Linked DNA regions of Mus musculus: region 1 is linked to region 2. Evidence: chromatin contacts called from public ChIA-PET data. All regions are on one chromosome and are shown on one strand. Each heading gives the region's core, a stretch centred on a gene start, on an enhancer-like site or on the middle of the called end of the contact. The rest is flanking DNA. Distances are from core to core; before and after follow the strand shown. Region 1 has its middle 25 kb from the start of BC049987. Region 2 has its middle 37 kb from the start of Ddx6.

Region 1 (4,039 bases), core at 566-3,065, 78 kb after region 2:
ACAAGGCCCTGTAGGACACGGTCCTGTTCCAGTGCTTTGAGGCGGCCCTTTGCTTATCTGACCTGTGCTGTGAAGACACTTCCCAGGTGAGCCCTCCTCTTTTGTCTCAGGCCACAGGCTGGGGTCACATAAGCAGGAAAGTCCAAAGGGAGCAGCTGTGCTGAGGTGGCTGAGGAAGCCCTCCTAGAGCAACAGTTCTCAACCTAGAGGTCGAGACCCTTCGGGGGTCAAATAACCCTTTCACAGGGTTGCCTAGGGCCATCAGAAAACACAGATGTTTGTATCACATTTCATGACAGTAGTAAGATTATAGTAGTAATGAAAGAAAGGCTGCAGCATTCGGAAGACTAAGAGCCACTGTCCTAGAGGGACCTTAGCAATGGACCCCAGGGTTACCATTGCTGCCATGAAACACCATGACCAAAGCAACCTGGCGAGAAGAGGGTTTATTCAGCTTACCCTTATACCTCACCATTTATCACCAAAGGAAGTCAGGACAGGAACTCAAGCAGGACAGGATCCTGGAGGCAGAAACTGATGCAGAGGCGATGGAGTGGTGCTGCTTACTGGCTTGCTCCTCCTGGCTTGCTCAGCCTGCTTTCTTATAGAACCAGGAACCAACCAGAATGGGCTAGGCCCTCCCCCATTAATCACTAATTAAGACAATGCCCTACATTGTCATCTAAGCCCAATCTTATGGAGTCATTGTCTCAGCTGAGGCTCCCTCCTCCCTGATGACCCCAGCTTGAAACAAGTTGACATAAAACTAGCCAGCACATAGATCACGTCTTAGTCAAACTTTCTCTCAAGCTTCAGTGGAGTATTCCTCAGCCACGCGACAGGGACAGGCTGCACAATAGGGCAGGAGGCCAGCTGGAGCATCTCCACCCATAAACAGGACAGGCACCGCCCTCAGCTGGCCACATGCAGTCCTTCTGTCTCACAATAGCTTCTGAAGAGAGCTACCATTAGTCCTGCTTTGCAAAAGAGGAAACTAAGACCCCAACAAACCGTAGTGACTGCAATGGACTTATGGAGACCAAATGAGGCCAAACCAGGGCCTATCTCTTAGGCTCTCAGTGAGAGTGGCCTCAGCAATCTCAGTTGAGTGGTCTGGGGACAGGCTTGGCTGGCCCTCGGCATAGGTGTCTGTGTGGCCAGAGTGGCCGATGGCTTGCAGGTGGCACTGATTGAAAGTGAGTAGGAGGTGTGAGGACCACAAAAACTTCACCACAAAAAAGAATTGTCACGGTCGGGACCGGCTGGGCCCTGGCCTACCTTTACATCTCTCTCTTGTGCTGTTTCTCACCACAACAGAAACTGCTTATCTGCAGGTGCGTAGCTATTCTAGGAGAATGAACGGTGTGTGGCTTCCTATTAGTGTTCAGAGGATCAGTCACACCACCGAGGCCTGCGGTCCCACGGCTCTGGCCCCGCCCAGCACCGGAAGCCTGCAGCTCCGCGGGCTGGAAGCTGATGTTTAGGGCCAGCCTGCAGCCACACTGGCCCTTTCCCCTCCTGCCGAATGGGGCCAAACCGCCCAGCCTGATGGGAGATTTTAGTTTTCAAATGGCATTCTAGTTGGCTACATATAGCGGGGCACGGCAGAGCAGGACACGTGGGGCAGTTTAACAGTTTGCTGTCCATAGATATCTTGTCACGGGTCATGACCTTGACCACCTCAGCACCCCAGGACTGGGACAAAGAAGTCATGTCATTGTGGCATCACCAAACATCCAGAGAACCAGGAGCTCCTTGCCTGAGAAGGCCTTGAAGTGCAGGCGGCTGAGACAGGGGCACACCTGACAGGCAAGAGTGAGGAAGGTAGCTGTTCTACACCAGCAGGGGAGCAGCTGCTGGCATGCCTATGTAGACAACACAGCCTTTAAAAAGTATTTCTTTTATTTTTTGAGACTATAATATCACTGTGTCGTTTCTTCCTTTCATCCCTCCAAGCCTTCCCATACACACCCCTTCTTTCTTTATTTCAAATTCATTGCTTCTCTCTCTCTCTCTCTCTCTTTCTCTCTCTCTCTCTCCCTCTCTCTCTGGTTTGGTTTTTTGAGACAAGGTTTCTCTGTATAGCCCTGGCTGTCCTGGAACTCTCTTTGTAGACCAGGCTGGCCTCGAACTCAGAAATCCACCTGCCTCTGCCTCCCGAGTGCTGGGATTAAAGGCGTGCTCCACCAAGCCCGGCTCATTGCCTCTCTTTTGCATAAATTATTGCTCTCTCTCTCTCTCTGTGTGTGTGTGTGTGTGTGTGTGTGTGTACTTAGATACATAAATACAACCTGTTCAGCTTGTAGAATGCTACTTGTCTGTATGTTTTTAGGGCTGAGCACTTTTAACTCTTCCTGTAGCCTCAGCTGGCCACAGATGAGGCAGGCATGAATACGGAACAGCTCCAAATGGGGCTGCGGTGATGGCACAGACCCCAGAGTGCCTGCCTCACAAGCTGCAGGACCTAAGTTTGGATCTCCAGCACCCCGCCGGTGGTGGCAGTGCCGAGGAGGCAGAGGCAGGAGCATCCCTGGGAATTTCTAGTCCGCCAGTGTAGTCAAGTCGGTGAGCTCTGGGATCTGTAGGAATACCTTCCTCAGACACCAAAATGGAGAGCAATTGAGAAAGAGTTTTCACGCTGACTTCTGGCTTCTGATACACGCACTCCTACATGCACAGAAAGAGACAGAGGACAAGACCTTGTCACCTGGCTGGAAATGTTATGGACATATGGGTCCTAATGGGAAGTGGGGCTTGGGGGGAGGGGGTTGTGGTTTTTTCTTTTGTTTTTGTTTATTTGTTTTATGCTTGTTTGTTTGTTTGTTGTTTTTCAAGACAGGGTTTCTCTGTGTAGTCCTCACTTGTCCTAGAACTTACTCTATAGACCAGGCTGACCCCAAACTTAGAGATCAACAAGGACCACTCTGCAGAGGGTGCCATTAAAGATGCCACTCAGCCGCAGACAGGACAGAAATCTGAGAAACAGTGACTTAAATAGGGAGGAAGTGTGTTCATCTCATTTGACAGGAGCCTAGGACATTAGTGGGTTAAAGAGACTGTGCAGCACAAGAGACTAAAGCAGGAGGATGGCCGTGAGTTGGAGCCAACCTGGGACACTTAGTTCTTCACCGGCTTGCGCTATGAGAACTTATCCCAGAAAAAAAAAAAAAAAAGCAAAACCATGGCTCTAGAGAGTCTGTACTGCTCTTCTGAGGACCTGAGTTCCCAGCACTCATGTCAGGCCCTCACAACAGCCTGTAAGCCCAGCTTCAGGGAGCCCAGTGCCTCTGACCCACACGGGCTCATCCACACACAGACACACTTAAAAATAAGACTTAAACAAAACGCCTTTAATCCCAGCACTTGGGAGGCAGAGGCAGGCGGATTTTTGAGTTCGAGGCCAGCCTGGTCTACAAAGTGAGTTCCAGGACAGCCTGGGCTACACAGAGAAACCCTGTCTTGAAAAACCAAAAAAAGACCAAAAAAAAAAAAAAAGACTTAAACAAAACAAACAAACAAACAAAAAAGGCTGGAGAGATGGCTCAGTGGTTAAGAGCACTGACTGGTCTTCCAGAGGTGTTGAGTTCAAATCCCAGCAACCACATGGTGGCTCACAACCATCTGTAATGGGATCCGATGCCCTCTTCTGGTGTGTCTGAAGACAGGGACAGTGTACTCATATAAATAAAATAAATAAATTGTTAAAAACAAACTTAATCCATCTCTCTTTAAAACAAACAGAAACCAAACTAGCAGGGCATGATAGCAAAGGCCTTTCTTTGATGCCGGCACTTAGGAGACAGAGATCTCTGTGAATCTGACAGCTTGGCCTATACATTGAGTTCTAGGGCTCCGTAGTGAGATCCATCCTGTTTCAAACCAAACAAAATCAATAATATAAAACACACCAAAAAAGACAAAAAATGAAAGCGTTACAAAGGCCTGTTAGGGTGTAGCCCAGTCCTCGGTTGGCTTTGCTAGGGTTTACCTCTGATCTAAAATGTCTTTCATGGAGATTTATGAACACTGTGAATCTCAG
Region 2 (4,211 bases), core at 1,082-3,581:
CCCACCTGTGTCCAGTCCAGACAGTCACCAGATAGATCCATTCAGAGTCAAGTTTGGTGATCTGTGCCTGTGATCCCCACGTTTGGGATGTGAAAGTAGAAGAGTTACAAGTTTGAGGGCTAACCTGGGTTACATAGTGAAGCACACTGTCTTGGAAGATCCAGGGCAAGGGAGGAGGCTCAGTGGCATAGCCTTTGTCTAGCACGTGGGAAGTCCAGAGGGTTCAGTCCCACACAAAGCTAAACAAAAAGGCTGCAATGTCTCAATGGACTGTAACAGCCCATCCATACAGACTCCCATCCCATCCCATCCAAAGCCCGTGTTCCTGGCTCTGCCTGAGGCTATCAGCATGTTTCTCTGAAAATACCTAGGAAACAACTGCCGTGTATAGTAACCTTATATAAATTAAATGAGTGTTGATCCAACGGACAAATTTTAGATGCAAAGGAAGAGCTTAAAATGGCAACTTCAGGTGGTGATCTGTTTACCACCAGGAAACTCAAATATCACACTGTCTGTATAACGCTAGGCGTTCATTGGCGTTAGCAAGGAGCCTTGGCTGAAGGTTGCACACCTTTGTAACGCTCTTGCAGAGCAAATGGGAAGAGAGGAGACGAGAAAAGTGATGTCAAACACCACTGTGAAATTAGAAACTGACCAAAAAAAATGTCAATTTACAAAAATAACATCAATTCCAACAGTCAAACTAGAGAGCAAACTTTACCAAGCCACTGGGCCTCTCTGTGAAGCAATGGGTACAGGGTACACTACTGCTGGAACTGAGGGGCAGTTGAACGTGTTCTTAGCGAGTCACCTGCTGACCGTGCAAATGAAAAATATCTCCTTTGACTCTGGGCCTCCTGTAATAAAGCAAAGATAGAGCCTGAGACAGTACCCAGGGCTAGGAGCCAGAGACACAGAGAACTTAAATTCAAGGCTGGTCTGACCCTGTCTGAAAACAAAACAAAACAACAAAGAAACAAAAACCCTGAAAAGTAAAATAAAACGAAAGCCACAGAGCCCTGGATTTAAGAATATTAACACAGCTGGCCATGGTGGTGCACACCTTTAATCCCAGCACTAGGGAGACCAAGGCAGGTGGATCTCTATGAGTTCAAGGCCAACCTAGTCTATGTAGTAAGTTTCAGGACAGTCAGGACTATGTAGAAAGACCCCATCCTAATTAATTAATTAAAAAGTTGAAGGAAGGGAAATTCTCTGAATATTTAGTGTGTTAAAGTTATACTTTTGCTTTTGTTCTTCTGGTGACAAGCGCGTGCCAGGCCATAATTGTATTGCGACTTCTCTTGTATTTGTTTAAAATTGTTTATGGTAACGATTCTTTCTTTTTCTATTTCTTCTTAGATCCTCACATATCTGGGTAAAAGTCCCTACAAGGGAAAATACAGATGTTTACACCCTTACCCAAATTCCTTCAGGGACATGGGGACCCAGGCTGGGATGCCATTCAGTAGTAGGCCACCTGTCTGGCGGGCACAGGCTCTGGGTTCCTTTCCCAGTGCAACAAAGCCAGCCTAGCTGGGTGACATTCCCCTTATGAGCCTAGCTGGGTGACACTCCCCTTAATATGACCTAACTTTTGCAAGTTATGTCTGTGTCGTGTGTGTGTGTGTGTGTGTGTGTGTGTGTGTGTGTGTGTGTGTGTGTTTAGGCATGTGAACACCAGTGGAAGACAAAGGCTGGCATTGAGCTATTTTTTTTTATATTCTCTCTCTACAGCCTGGCATTTGTGTGGGCGCTGAGCCTGGACTCAGGCCCTCATGCTGACAGGGTATGAGTGTTACTGGCTGCACCAGCTCCTGACCACTTACGTAACCTCCGTCTCACTTTCTACTCTCAGCTGACATCACTCCTCGAAATATCAGCCCTCTTTACTTCCTCAAACTCACCACACACACACTGGACTAAAAGGAAAGCTATGTAATATTTTAATGTTGGTCATGCTTTTTAGTGTGCTCAGAATTCTAACCGCTATTTGCCATTTAACCTTTACCTGTCTTTAAATTCATTAGGAGCTCCCTTTAGAGGCTTCCCTTAGGCCAGCCACCTCACTGGTGCCTCCGCTAGATCTGTTAGGTCCCCGTGAGCCTTCAGGCCTGTTCCTTCGGTCCTTTCCCTGTTTGTCACGGCACAATCCTCTTCTGGCACTTTTGGGTTTACTGACTTTCCTCTCCCTCATCAGACAGGACCGGAAGTTGGGGAGGTGCGGGAGGGAGGGGCGGGGGGGGGAGGGTGCTTTTGTATTATTTGTGAACTGGTGCTAGAAGTTCATAGCAACAGTGAGTTTGTTTTTATTGTTTCTGGGGTTATCGTTCCTCCTCGCAGCCTGAATGAAACCCCACCTGACTCTCCATGGTTGTCAATAGAGAAAGCTCTTCACAGGGGATCTAAAGAAAGACACAGCAACCCAGGCCAGAGTGTGGGGCCTTACTGGGCAGGAATGACAAGTTTAACTGTTATCCTAAGATTTAACTCTTGGTCCAAATCAAAAAGAGGACTTCATTATATTAATCTACAGACAGGAAAAAGGACAGCGATTTTTTTTAAAAGTTACTTTTAGGCAGGCTGTGGTGATGAATGACTTTATTCCCAGCACTTGGGAGAAAGAGGCAGAGAGCTCTCTGAGTTCGAAGTCAGCCTGGTCTACAGAGCGAGTTCCAGGACAACCAGAGCTACATGGAGAAACTCTATCTTGAAACAAACAAACAAACAAACAGCAGCAACAGTGAAGACCTGGTGACCGCTGCAGGCACCAGGTACACAAGTGCAGGTAAAAGGCTCATATACTTGAAATAGCTATTTTTAAATTTGAAAGAATAATGTTAAACAATAACAATAAAGCCTGCCATGGCATGGTGATGCACCCTTGTCATCCAGACATGATACAGTGGTACATGCCTGTAGTCTAACACTTGGCAGTCTGTGGTAGGAGGATTGCCAAGAGCTTGAAGATAGCCTAGGCTATATAATGAATTCCAGACTAGCCTGGGATACAGAGTAAAACCTGTCTCAAAACCAAACCAATGAACAACAGATCAAGCTCAGTTGCCTTCTTTTCCTGTTGTTTTTGATATGAGCTTTGTATAACTGTTGGTGGGGCTTTTGTTTGTTTGTTTGTTTGGTTTTGCTTAATGCTGTTTATAAGCTTCTTCGTGGGCTTGGAGACTGGCCTAGAGGTTAAGACAACTCACTATTCTTTCAGAGGATGGACGGGGTTCAGTTCACGCCTCCACAGCAAAGGTTCGTGAGCAACGGTAATTCCTCCTCCAGGAGATCTGACACCTTCTTCTGGCTTCCATAAACACCCAGACACATATGTGCATATCTCTCCACATATGCATGGTTTAAAAAAGTAATGAATCTTTTTATAAAAAATATTTTCTCGGTGGCTAGGATGGCACATTTCTTCAGTCCCAGTACCTGGAGATAGAGACAGGTGGATCTCCATGAATTTGAAGACAGCCTGATCTGTGTTGTGAGTTCCAGGCCAGCCAAGTGCTACATAGTGACACCCTATCTCAAAAAAACAAAACAAAACAAAACAAAACAAACAAACAACAAAAGCAGCATTTTCTCATGATATGGGGATCCTTGAGAGGGGATGAGAGAGCTCATGGATAAACATGTCTCCACAGCTGGAGACCTGAGTTTCCTTCCAGGGTCCACTTTTATTTTTCTTTTGAGACAGTTTACTATGTAGACCAGGCTGGCCTCAAACTCACAGAGGTGCGCTGCATGAGGAAGGTCACTGTTGCATGAGGAAGGTCACTGCACTGCATGAGGAAGGTCACTGGGCTGCATGAGGAAGACCACTACACTGCATGAGGAAGGTCACTGCACTGCATGAGGAAGGTCACTGGGCTGCATGAGGAAGACCACTGCACTGCATGAGGAAGGTCACTGGGCTTCATGCTTCCTGCTACTGGATATTCATTTTTCTTTCTTCTTTTTAAAATTTTTGTACAAGTTGTATAGATGAAAGTGGTACCTGGGTTTTTTAAAATTTGCATTGCTTTTGTTACTACTGAAGTAGAACTTTTTCCCACGTGTCTTTTAGCACAATATGTTTCCTCTTTTGTGAACCGTTCAAGTTCATTTATTTTATTATTTTTTTTAGTGGAGCTCTTGATATATTCTATATATAAATCTGACCAATTACTCTAGAGTCTATAGCTTTCCTGGCTCTTAGC

Evidence for each region. ChIA-PET counts read pairs in DNA pulled down with a chosen protein or histone mark.
Region 1: an RNA polymerase II ChIA-PET map of effector CD8 T cells shows a contact between it and region 2, with 20 read pairs. The contact joins two enhancer-like sites. A contact is called at or near these places in 10 of 484 Hi-C or Micro-C datasets (centroblasts, embryonic stem cells, nephron progenitors and 1 more), 3 of 115 datasets of contacts at active chromatin or transcription factors (bone marrow-derived dendritic cells, effector CD8 T cells and embryonic stem cells) and 3 of 9 other capture datasets (adipose tissue, liver and pancreatic islet).

What each region holds. Positions count from the first base shown.
Region 1 is chr9:44,644,781-44,648,819 of GRCm38.p6, forward strand. No RefSeq gene overlaps it. Among named protein-coding and RNA genes, the nearest start is that of BC049987, 25 kb to the right of the region's middle. Within about 2 kb of position 1,816, at least 107 of the 459 cell types and tissues checked have an H3K27ac peak or open chromatin away from gene starts, as enhancers often do. A contact at or near this core is called in centroblasts and effector CD8 T cells, where this site is marked.
Region 2 is chr9:44,565,965-44,570,175 of GRCm38.p6, forward strand. No RefSeq gene overlaps it. Among named protein-coding and RNA genes, the nearest start is that of Ddx6, 37 kb to the right of the region's middle. Within about 2 kb of position 2,332, at least 172 of the 459 cell types and tissues checked have an H3K27ac peak or open chromatin away from gene starts, as enhancers often do. A contact at or near this core is called in centroblasts and effector CD8 T cells, where this site is marked.